2 separate regions of the Mus musculus genome follow, and region 2 is linked to region 1. The links are chromatin contacts, called in public promoter capture Hi-C maps. All regions are on one chromosome and are shown on one strand. Each heading gives the region's core, a stretch centred on a gene start, on an enhancer-like site or on the middle of the called end of the contact. The rest is flanking DNA. Distances are from core to core; before and after follow the strand shown.

Region 1 (6,592 bases), core at 1,102-3,601:
TGTCAGTATAAGTCCTAGATGGTGATTCTAGACTGACGGTTAAATAAAGTTCCTAACACGGCTTTCAGTCGGAAAATAAAAAAATGTGATCCTTGCTGAGCAGTGGTGGCGCACGCCTTAAATCCCAGCACTTGGGAGGCAGAGGCAGGCACAGGCGGATCTCTGAGTTCGAGGCCAACCTGGTCTACAGCGTGAGTTCCAGGACAGCCAGGGCTACACAGAGAAACCCTGCCTTGAAAAAACAAAACAAAACAAAACCATAATCCTTTACAAAAATGATATAATTAAATTTGACCTGTTAAGGGGTTATTGATACACTGTTTCCTGTTCAACATGATTTTAAAGCTCTTAACTAGAATATGCAAATAAGTGTTCAATAATGTCATACATCACTCTAACTAAAGCTTTCTTTAAAAGAGCAAATGGCTTGACTATAAGATGTGTGCGCCATACAGTAGCAATGCTAAAAACAATAATTCAAAATTTTGAGATGTTTCAGTATGCTATTTTCTTGTATTTGGAGATGTTACATAATCATTCTAATGGGAACAATGGTCAGGTATCCTGGTCTGGGTTGATGTTGTGATCTGGCAAAGTAACACTTAAAAAATTGACACTGCATAGTTTTGCAGAAACTGAACTGCATTTTAATGCCTAATATGCAAATCAGCATGCCCGCAATATGCTTCAAGGAGGCTCCAGCTGGTGGTTATTGTGAGTCTCTCATTGCCTTGAAAGGATAGGAAGAAATGTTCAATGACATGAATGGGTAGACATCCATGGTCAAAGCCAGAGCCCACTTCTCCTCATCTGCATTTGCATAGAAGGACTAGAGCACAGTTTGGATATATCCTTTATCTCTTGGTTCACTTGATTCTATTTTTCCAAAAATTAAAGATAAGTAATAAAAAGACAGATGATAAAGTTTTCATTCAATATTTTAGGTTAAGGTATAACAGATTTTAAAAAGAACAAGCCAAGCTTTTATTTTATTTTTTTTTTATAAAAAGCTGAATTCTCTGTTTACATGGATTGGTTTCAGAATCTAGTCTTTAAAGGAGCACAGGTGGCTAAGATAGGTTAAGTTGAGTCACACAGATGCACATAGGCCCTGTGCTCTGAACCAGTGAGGAAGATGCAGCCAATCTGCATGGGCTGTAAAGAGGCCCAGAGAGGAACCCATGATCAGTTTCCCTTCTTGAACATCTCTGCACCAGCAAAGTGTTCTGACTCTGGGAGTCTTCTCTTCCAGGGGTCTTAAAAATAACCTGGGGTTTTTTTCATGAGAAGCAATGTGTCTTACACAGAATTCCAATCTCCCACCCCTAACTACAAATAATTTTAGTATCAAACTCACATATCATAAACACCACCTCTATTCAGTGTGATATATGCATATATTGTAACCTTTAAAATAATCCCAAAACTTCAACATCATCATCTTGACTTATAAAATCATTTAGTTCACAGATGTTAAGCAATCTAACAGAAACTACCCAACTAGTAAGTAACAAAGCCTAAATCTGAAAGCAGATCTGAGTTTACCTGTCATCTTTAATCAGAATCCTCTCCTATTTCACCCAGCTAACAAGGGAAGCCATTGGCTTTTACTGAAGTAGCATAGATAAGCTAAAGCCTTGCAGAAATTAGTGTCAAATTATCAACATCTGTCCTGGGAGAACAAGGCATATTGCTCACACAAATAAAAGCAGATGATTAGATAGATAGATTAGATGGATGGCTAGATAGATAGATAGATAGATAGATAGATAGATAGATAGATAGATACATAGATAGATAGATAGATAGATACATAGATACATAGATACATAGATACATAGATAGACACATAGATAGATACATAGATAGATACATAGATAGATACATAGATACATAGATACATAGATACATAGATACATAGATAGACAGATAGACAGATAAACAAGAAAAGCCAAATCCTACCTGGAGGTAGAAGTCAAAGCTGTCCAGTTCCTTTCAGAATGTTCGCAAGGGTCTGGATCACAGAGCACAGTCTGAAACAGGAAACTGAGGCAGCACCCCACAGAAGTTGTGAACAGTTCTGGCAAGTCAAGAGAGCTGGTGGGCACAGACAGGGCAGATTAGAGGAAAGAAAAGACCAAGGGTCTGATCTCACCCCTGAGCAGTCTTTCTCTTTCGTCTTTCCAGTTGGCCTCTTTTTTTCTGGCAGTCTGCAGGGAATTGGGCACCCTGGCAAGGGCACTGCCCTGCATCTCAGCTCCCAGGGCACAGAAAGAGCTGGAGCCTTTGAGCCATTTCTTTGCAATTTGCAGCAAGTTTAAGGCCACACGTGATAAAGCTTTGTTTATAGAGGAACAAGGAAAATAAAAAAAAAAAAAAAGAAAAGACCATTTGTGATTTTTACTTGCTGATCCCAGAAAACACCATTCCACAGGGGGTTGGGGGGGTGAGGAAACAGAAGCCAGGGCAGGGAAGGAAGTTAGTAACAAAGACCCCCTCCCCTTCTCCTTCCAATCAGTCTTCCAGCCAGCCAGTCCTAAGGGACATCAAGGGGCCAGGCTTGTTGTGTTGTATTTATTTGTTTGCTATTATTTTTTTAAAAAAATATCTTGGGCCAGTTCCCTGCTTTGTTTCCCTCACCATTGGGCTTCTAGAATCTGCAGGAATACTTTCAGGTCAGGATCAAAGCTCTGCAGGATCCTTCCAGGGGGAGTTCACTTTCAAAGCAAAAAAATCAATAGCTCCATCCACACACCCTATGAGCCTTGAAATTTGACAAAATAGCAATTGGATTTTTTGGCATTCAGTTACTTACACTACCTAAGCCTAAGGAAAGAGAAAGCTTTGCTCTGAGAAAAAATTCAAACCAAACCTCTTCCCAAGAGAATGATTTTAGAGGATTTGAGAAATACTGATTTTTTTTTCCCATTTTGATTCCACCAGTAAGTAAATTTGTCACCAGGATTCTCCAAGGTTCAACTTAGTCTTCCAGGGCTGTGACTCTGAGCAGGGCACCTAATCTCAAAATGTTCTGCTATTGAGCTATGTATTTGTTATTCAGAATGAGATTTCCATGGAATATCCAAAGATTAAATGATGTCATATCTACTCCGAACAAAAATCCAAAATGAGCAGACAGTGGCGCCTTTATCACAGATGTAACTTCAGCTGCCACAATGGTTACGATGAGTAGCCAGTTGTTTTCAATTTTACTTTTGCTTTTATGTATATGTGTTTCTATAAGTTTATTTGCACCACATGCATATATAACTGCCTAGTCCAGAAATGGTGTTGGATCCCCAGAAACTGGAGTCCTAAGTGGTTGTGAGCTGCTCTACGGGTACTGAACTACAACCTTCTATGGGAGCAGCCACTGCTCTTAACCACTGAGCCATCTCCATAGCCCTATTAGCCAACATTTTCATGAGTACATTTTACTGCAAAAGATAAAAGAAGAAGGAAAGAAACTTGGGCTTATCTTAAACCTTACAAAAAAGCAATGGGCTAGGAGTGGTGCTGCACTTAACCCCACCACTGAAGAGGAAACAGTAGATTTAGCTCCGTGAGTTCAAAGCCAGCCCAAGACTGTCTTAACAAAACAAAACAGAACAAAACAGAACAAAACAAAACAAAACAAAACAAAACAAAACAAAACAAAACAAAACGGAAGCACTTGTATGTAGACTCTTGTAAGACCAAGAACATTATTTTAGCAGTCAAGCTGGGACTGCCTTGCCTTCAGAAGCAGGGATCAAACATCTTTGTGTTAAATTTTTCAATATGTCCACAAGTGGTGATTGACTATCAAAGGGGGAAGGGTGCATATCAACCAAAATGACAAAGGACTTGTTTATCTTTACCAAAACAAACCAAACAAAACTTAGTTCTCCCATTTGAGTGTACTTTGAACTATTACAGTGTTTTTCAAATCAGTCTCTAACACAACTCCTTTCCTTGCACAATCCACAGTCAACATGAGTACACGTAGCTAACATTTACACATTCCTTACAGCCTCTGGAACACAGCCTTGTACGGATTGTATACTACATTGCTGTCATTCTCACCTCCAAATTCTAAATCCCCACTCCTTAAACTGTGCACTTAACCCCCAAATGGGGTTGCCTACCTAAATAAGGGGGTTACAAAAATGTGTCAAGAGTACAAAGTTTCTAGATGTGTAACAGAGTTAATACAAAATCAAATGGGTACGAAATCTGAGGTGTTTCTGGTAGAGTTCAGCTGTGGTGAATCGTGAGACTCCACCGAAGGCTGGGCTCTGAACACACCACACATCCACTTGGCCTTGAATATGCCTGTGTGGCTCACAGTGCCCACAAACAGTGTCTGAAACACAGGCTCAGATTCCAGGCAATTTCATGGTATTCATTTGCAGGGTCTTAACTGCGGAGCTAAGTTTTCTGCCTTTTGTATGTATGTATGTATGTATGTATGTATGTATGTATGTATGTATGTATGTATGTAAGTATTTATTTATTTATTTATTTATTTTTGATTTAATAAAGTTTTATCTTCCCAAATGCTCAGCTGATTGAACCTATTCATATATCCTCATCAGCAGCTGGTGTCTCAATCCTTTATGTTTCTGGTGTAAATTACTTGGGCTGTGTGCTTAGGCTGTCTGTCCTGGCCAACGAACAGCCAATCTTCAGTAGCCCTAAGACCACAGTAAGAGAAATGAGCTTACAGTTGGGAACATCCTTACAGAGTTTTTTGTATGTAGGTTTGTCAAACAGGACAAGATTGTTGAAGTTGTTCCAAACTTTGCCTTTGGACCACTTCCTTTTGACCTTGTCACTAGACTTATATACTGAGTCTTTGTCTTCTTTGGCCAACTTTCTTGCATCTTTCTTCTTGTTGTCCTTGGGCTCAGAGGGTGACAGAGACTGTACCCTCACTAAGATGTCAGAAGTGGGGAAAATTTTCTGCTCTCATAGAAGCAAAGTGGTTTAATTATAAAACAAACAAACAAACAAACAAGAATTTCAATGCTTTCCTGATGTCACTCTTCGACCTACATCAAATTAGCCTATACATCTATTATATTATATTAAAATGTTTGATTCAACAATTTATGTTTGAGTTGCTAACTTGAATTTTATTTTTTAAAATTCTTCAGTTAATCTTAGTTTGAGATTAGGACAGAATTTCCAATAATTTCTGAAATGGCCCTAAGCATATTTCTGCCATTTTGTATCATATATTTTTATAAAATCTTATTATCAGCATTGATGTTTAAAAACTCAAAGTTTGAATCAGCTCCGGAAATTATTTAATATGCTTTCCACCCAGCAATATCAAATATTTAGCCAAAACTTATTTTTTATGTAAAACAAGTATCTCATTAGTATGCAAGATTGCTTTAATCTTTATGTTTGATAAAACTGTATTTATATCAAAGGGTTACTTTGAAATAAATTTCTTTATGGCTTAATAATTAAATTTATTTGATACATCTGTGTCATGTAAAATGTCCTAGGAAAACAAGTATAAAGTAGAAAAATTTAAGACACTTTGCCTTAGGTAGGTCAAAGGTCAACAAAGAGTTATAGCATCTCTGTCACAGCCACTGAACTCTGTCAGTGTGCTGAGAACCCGACCATGGAATGACCATGGAAGTGACCCTAGGGCTGCAGTGACAGAGGGCATGACCCTTACTCTGTCTCTGTCTCTGCCTCTCTCGCTCCCTCTCTCCCTCACTCCTCTCTCTCTCCCTTTCTCTCTCTCCTCTCTCCTCTCTCTCTCTCTCCCTCCCTCCCTCCCCCCTCTCTCCCTCTGTTTCTCTCTGTGTGTGCATGTGTGTATGTATGTCTTAATGTTACCATTGCTTTGATGAAACATGATGACCAAGACAACTTTGGGAACAAAGGTTTATTTGGCTCACATTTCCATATCACAGTTTATCTTCAAAGAGGTCAGGACAAGATAAGAACCTGGAAGCAGGGGGCTGATGCAGAGGCCATGGAAGGTGTTGCTTAGTGGCTTGCTCCCCAAGACTTGCTTAGCCTGCTTTCTTATAGAGCCCAGGACCACCAGCCCAGGGGAGACACCACCTACAATGGGCTGGGCTTTCCAATATCAATTGCCAGTTAAAAACATGCCCTAGAGCTGGATGTTATGGACGAATTTTCTTAACGAAGGTACCTGCTTTTCAGATGACTCTAGCCTGTGTCAAGTTGACATAAAACAATCCAGAACAGTGTTTTCAAGGAATGGGTAGGACTAAGCTTATCTCAGAACAGTAGAGGAAGAAACTTCCTTGTCTTTTCTACTTCCTGGGGTCAGCTGAGGATCTTTGGCTTTTTGTGGTCAGTTGGAGTCTTGGAGGTAATTTCTGCCTCTGTTATTGATATGGGAATTTCAGAGTGTCTTTGAAAACAGAGGAGCCTTCTTGACTTGTGTATTTTCTTAGGGAAATAGGGTCCTAGAAACTTTATGGCTACCAAAGCCACTGGAAGTCAGTGGTTTTGAGTGTGTTTTGTGAATCTGAAAAAATGGAATTCATAGATCACAGAAGCTGAGTTTTACAGATGTATCTTATTAGAAGTATCTTAAGAGAGAGAATGAAGGCAG
Region 2 (6,592 bases), core at 1,649-4,148, 420 kb before region 1:
TAATGGTGTATTCAGGATTTGCTATGGTGGGAGAGTTGGGTTCTGATGATGCCACATATCCTTGCTTTCTGTGGCTTCTGTTTTTATGATTGCCTCCCAACATCTGATTATCTCAAGTGCCCCCTGCCCTCAATATATCTGATTGGAGTCTGTCCTTCCTGTAATCCTGGTTGAGACAGAATTCCTCAGAGTCCAGCTTTCTCTGTGATCCTGTGATTTCAGCATCCTGTGATCCTGAGATTCTGGGTGTGTCAGAGTTCTTGGCTGTCAAGCTTCCTCTGAGACCCCAAGATCCTTGTGTGCTCAAGCTCCTGGGATCCTGGGATCCTAAGATCCTAGACATGTTAGAGAGCCCATAAGTGGTACCTCCTCTGGGGACCGTGATGCTGTCCTCTGAGTTCAAAACCAGGGTAGACCAGAGCCGACCTGAAGGAACCAAGCAGCTGTTCAGGCGGGGCTCCTGTGTCCCTGAACGTGCTGGCCCCAGGCACTTCTAGTTGTGTTGGACCAGATTTTGTGTTCCACTCACTAGTGATCCTGGGATCCTGGGCATGCTAGGGTGCCTGAGGGGTAGAGAGTCTTCTGGGCACCATGGGACCGTCCACTGAGTTTGCGCCCAAGGTAGCCCAGAGCTGGTGCTGACCAGAAGGACTTGTGGCCACTTTTTAGAGGTTTTTATTTGTTTGTTTGTTTGGTTGGTTGGTTTTTGGTTTTCGTTTTTTTAGGTTTATTTTTGCTCATAACAAAAATAGGGAATTGCAGGGGACTTGGTTGACCTTTGACAGAGCCTGATATAGAGGAATTTTTAGAACTTATTATGACAGGTAGTTGGTGAGAGACAGAAATCTCTTGGATATTACACATCCATATGTAAGATCTACCCTATACAGGGGAAGAAACAGAATGGAGGAGAGAGCAAGTTTAGATATCAAATCAGCAACTTGAATCAGTTTGAAATGGTAAGATTGTGCACACGGCTGAAGGTGAGTATGGCATACACCCAGAAGAAGCTCCAACATGTAATAAAAACACATGTTCCTATATGTTCATAGCAGCCTTATTTATAATAGCCAGAAGCTAGAAAGAATCCAGATGTCTCTCAACAGAGGAATGGATACAGGAAATGTGATACATTTACACAATGGGGCACTACTCAGCCATTAAAAACAATGGCTTCATGAAATTCGCAGGCAAATGGATAGAACTTGAGAATATCATCCTGAATGAGGTGACTCAGTCACAAAGGAACAACAATATGAACCAGCCAGTATTCCCAGAGCTCCCAGGGACTAAACCACCAACCAAAAAGTACACATGGAGGGACCCATGGGATTTGGAACTCTGATAAATGTTTAAAATGTTCTATAAACTTAGAGCCATTCCAGGTCACTTGTTAAGTGGATGTGTTAGAGGATTTTCATAAATTAATGCTGTGGATCTACCTGAGATGTCATCCAGGTATGTTGAAATAAATCGTCTAGAGTAAATACGAATAAATCCTACTTTCAAGATGAAAAGTACAAAGTTTAGTGAGGTTGAATAGACCTTGCCCCCTTTCTCCATCGCATATAAATACTTATAATAACATATCACCTATACACAGAGAGACATGTTTATCCATACACAATATGGATGTCATAAATAACCATGTAGACCTCTCTATTTAGGTATCTGGTCATTTCCTAACTTCTACAGTTTCAAACCTGCAGTGCTAGATTCTTTCCCAGATCATAGACTTATTTATTGTTTTTACTTTGTTTTCATGTTTAAAATGATTCACTGTCTCCCCAGGTTTCTGTGAATCAACAGTGCCCCAGAAAGTGTTTCTCTTCTTGAGACTCCAGAGAAGTCTTGTAATGAAAAGAACCCACAAAGGAAGCTTTGGCTTCAGTGAGGCAGAGGTTCAGTATAATCATAACAAATACTGTCCCATTCGGAAAGGCAGGAGCCCTCAAGTAAATTCAAAGGGCATCACCTGGGTCTCATTTGCTTTGGCAAAAGAATTGAGAAGCTTGGTTTCAACCACGTTGTCATTAGCTTAAGGCCAGAGTTTAATAAATTCTAAGAATATCTTTAACATTGCCAAAGAATCAGCATAGATTTTTGTGTTTGCTTTTTCAATAGAAATCAAACAAATCCAATCTTACCTGATGCAGTTATTTATAAGGTTAGTCAGAGTAAATAAAAAACAAAAAGAAAAAAAAACAGAAAAAAAAACCTCAAAACAAAAACTGCCTAGATATTTTTATAACATTTCAGTAACTGGTTAAATTACTCCTATTTGTGTGTGTGTGTGTGTGTGTGTGTGTGTGTGTGTGTGTGTGTGTGTGTGTGTGTGTGTATGGATTTGTCTGTCCATAAGTATGTGTGCAGGTGTACATGTATACATGTGCATATTACAGAAGCCAGGAGTCAATGCTGAATGTCTTCCTGTAGGATGTTCTTTTTGATGTTCTATGATGGGGTCTCTTCATTCAGTTTCTTGGTGGTTAACGTGATTAGAATGCCAGATTGGCGCACTGCAGTGATCCTGTTCTTTGGGTCTTCCCAGTGATGGGCTTACAGGCATGTGAAGAGAAGCCTAGCTCTTTTACTTGCCTGGTAATAATTAAAAGTCAGGGCCTCAAGCTTAAAAAAAATCAAACACTTTACCACTGAACCACCACCTCCCTATCTGTGCTGGACAGTTTTATATGAATTTGACATTCACTAGAGTAATTTGGGAAGAGTGGCCTTCTGTTGAGAAAAATGTCCAAATGAGATTGACCTATGATCTAGCATGTAGTGCATTTTCTTTATTTATAATTGACATGTGAAGGTCTAGCACATGGTAGGTGGGTCTTGTTTGGTAGGTAGTCCTGGGTTGTATAAGAAGGTCAAGCAAGTCTTGAGGAGCAGAGCTGGAAGCAGCATTCCTCCTTGGTTTTTGCATTGACTCCAGCATCCAGGTTGCTGCTTTGGGCTCCTGTCCTGACTTTCCTCAGCAATGAAGTTAATAAACAACTGTGAGCTAAAATAAACCCTTTCCATTTCATTTCTCTTTGGTCCTGGTATTTTGTCACAACAATAGAAACTCTGACTAAGGCACTCTATCCTTAAGAGAGATTTTTTGGGGGGATGACTCGTTACAGTTCAGAAAATAATTTATTTAACAGCTTTCTCTGAGAAAGACAGCAGTAGGACTTTTAAAGCAAAGAAACTGGAAACATTTGAAGAACACCATGGAAGAAACAGAGAAAAAGGTTGCAACACAAGAAGGCAGATTCTTCTCCAAGATGAAGGTAAGGATTGTTTCTATGTGTGCATGCACATACTCATGAGAGTCTTCTCAAATAAGCATTGAAAGTGCTTGTAACATTGCTCAGCTCACACAAAAATTTCCAGCACAAATGCTTTTTTACCCAATGTGTTGTCAGTTATTTGCCTTAGAAACTGTTGGTTTTATAATGAGGGATGTCAGACCAGTATTATTCATTCAGGAAACAGAATAATTTAGGGCAGTGGTTCTCAACTGATGAGTTCTCAACATATGGGTCAGATGGCCCTTTCACAGGGGTCACATATCCATTATTCTGCATATCAGATATTTAAATTACAGTTCATAACAGTAGCAAAATGAAAGTTACAAAGTAGTAATGAAAATAAATTTATGGTTTGAGTCAATACAAGAGGAAGAACGATATTACATGGTCATGGCATCAGGAAAGCTGAGAAACACTACTCTAGAGTTTCTTACAGAAGAATGGGGTTTTGAATGTTTTAGGTATGTATTATGTTGTGATAGAATTTAGTCTGAAGTCAGGGGTTAATCCAGTGCTCAGCTTCAGAATCCTGACAGAAGGTGAAGGGTCATAGCTAGAAACCGGCTCCATAACATAAGCGCTTTGTTCATTAATATGTAAAGACGACTTCATGACCTGGCTAGAAAAATGTTTCCTTCAAGCTTTGGCAACATAATAATCATTGTTTGTAAGAAAATAGTCCATTCTGTTAGATGCTTTGGTGGGGTTTGATATTTTAGAAACAATTATTGTTCTCATAGTTCCAGAGGCATCTTTGCATCATAGAATGTGAGCATATATTAACCCATGAAATTTGAGCATTGGCTTAGTTTCTATAGAGTTCCACAAAATGTTCCTCTCTAAGATGTTGTCTCTTAAATCATCCTATTAAAAGTTAATTTTGTCTTTATTCACACATAGTTGAATCTGCATATTATTGTAAAAGAGGCATCAGACAGCCCCTGGAATGTGTTTTCACTTGCAAGAATGTATATCACTTATTGGAAGCCAACCACCCTTAAGTTCTTACAAGCTTCTGAGGAGCCCAGGTCTCTTGGCTCCTAATCCTTGCCAGATGTTTACTAGATGGGTCATTTTGGACAATTTATGCAACCTGTTTATACATCAGTGTTGTTCATTTGAAAAGGGGAGTGGTAGTCCTACATTTTAATATTTTTAAAGAATCTTTGTGTGTCCTTGCTATATATGTGTCTTTCTCTGTCACTGTATATGTGTGTGCTCATCTTTCAGGGTTAACCTACACTACTGATATGAAGGATTAAATGCAGGCACTCACACATACTAGGCAACTTCTCTTTTCCTGATCTGTACCTCCTTTAAGATGTCTAAAGTATCTTAGAAAGGTTTAAACCACCTTTAAGATGCGTTAATTTCTTTACATTTATCTTTTATTTTATGCATATGGATGCTTTGCTCTCATGTATATTGGTATACCATTTTCGTATCTTGTATCTTTGAAGGACAGAAGTTGCTGGATTACCTGAAACTAGAGTTGCAGGTGGTTTTGAATCACCATGTGGGTGCTCCAAACATAACTCAGTTTTCAACAAGAACAGCCAGTGCGTTAAACCACTGAGCCACATCTCTAGCTTCAAATCTTAAGATAATGATAAGTATTGTGATTAGTAGACTGTATTTGTAGATAGAAGTCATCAGGTATCATTATAAACAGTAATGATCAATGTTTATATTTGTTAACTGTTTTAGTTAAGGTTTCTATGGCTGTGAAGTGTCACAATGATAGCTGCAACTCTTATTAAAAAAATTTAATTGGGCCTTACAGGTTCCGTTTTAGTACATCATGGCCAGAATAATGGTGGCATGTAGGCAGATGTGGTGCTAGAAAATGAGCTAAGAATTCTACATCAAGATTGACAGGAGCTTCTGAAACCTCAAACTCCATCCCTACTGACACACTTTATCCAAAAGGCCACATCTACTCTAATAATGCCAGTTCCTGGTGGCCAAGCATTCAAATCTATGATCTTATGGGGTCCGATTCTATTCAAACCACCACAGTTACTTTAGAGTATAATAACTGTAGATATTTGTACAAATGTTATGGGAAAATGTTCAAACCACTAGTATATAAGGCAAATTTTAGAGGTAACTTGTTTAAAAATAAATTAGACTCCTTTCCTTCTCTAACTTTAGAACGATCTAGAAAGTTGGGGTGGTCAAAATGTCTACTATGCCAGACTGAAGCTTCTGCTTCTTGGTAAACTCAAGCTTCATCATTAGGAAAAGCCAGGACAGGGAAATCAAGCATGCATTACTGACCTCACCAGGTACCAATGTTTAGTTCTAACTCAGTGGCCAGACAGATGGCCCTGGTTTAGTTAAATGAGTCAACAAAACAAAACCAAAAATCATTAAGCTTGGAAAAAGACTGATATTAACAAAATGATGTTCGTGGGCGAGAGAAAAAGCAAATATACCACGTGTGTATGAAATCAACCAACAGTAAATTTAGTCAATAAAATTTACTAAAGAAAAGACGGGGGTTGGGACAGATACCTTGATCAGTAAAGTTGTGTTCAAGAATGCAGAAAAAAGGACAAAGTGTTAAACTGAACAATGAAATCCAGAGACTTGTCATTCCTACAGAGAACACAGTAGGCTTGCTGCCGACACGTGCCTTGGTATAATTCTGTGTTCTCTTCTTTCTCCTTCATAAAGTGAACAACATGTGACCTGCAGATAGCAGTACAGTGCTGGTGACCCATCAGCAGCTGTGTCTTACATAGAACAACTCCCTGTCTTCCTTTATGAATAAGGTACACTGATAAGATAGGAAATCCATAAGTATCTACAAAATTCACCACTGCTAACCAACTGTTCTATGTTTTTACAGAATGAGGACATAGTGGCATACAGAAGATATTACACTTTAAAGTTTGTTGCATGTTCGAGGACTGTTTATGATGGATATAATCATTTCCCTCATGGTGGAAGCTGTTCTATCAGTAGACAACAAATACACAACAAAACTAAAAGTCTTCATTTTTTTTTCTTAAACATTTTTCTTCCTAGGTGTTTCTGATGTCATTAACATGTGCATACCTAGCCAAATCACTATCAGGAGTTTATATGAATTCCATGCTCACACAAATAGAGAGACAATTTGGTATCCCTACATCTGTAGTTGGATTTATCACTGGGAGCTTTGAGATAGGTGAGTTATTTTTATAATTACCTATTTTTATATATTGATATTTTCTCCTTATTTATTACAGTAGCTTACTTAATCTGACTGAGTTACATACTTCCTGATGTTGACTGAAAAGCCT

What was found. Promoter capture Hi-C pulls out the DNA fragments that hold promoters and counts their contacts.
Region 2: a contact with region 1 is called in a promoter capture Hi-C map of embryonic stem cells, with 2.0 times the contacts expected there. The contact joins the promoter of Slco1a1 here to the promoter of Slco1c1 in region 1. A contact is called at or near these places in 3 of 39 promoter capture datasets (the 3T3-L1 cell line, embryonic stem cells and liver) and 1 of 9 other capture datasets (adipose tissue).

The regions. Positions count from the first base shown.
Region 1 is chr6:141,520,113-141,526,704 of GRCm38.p6, reverse strand. It overlaps Slco1c1 (solute carrier organic anion transporter family, member 1c1), which reads right to left and starts at 2,351. Exons shown (of 15, transcript NM_021471.3): 1 at 1,963-2,351. It also overlaps the pseudogene Gm52854.
Region 2 is chr6:141,943,268-141,949,859 of GRCm38.p6, reverse strand. Slco1a1 (solute carrier organic anion transporter family, member 1a1) reads left to right here and starts at 2,898. Exons shown (of 14, transcript NM_013797.5): 1 at 2,898-3,281; 2 at 6,336-6,477. The coding sequence starts at 3,222.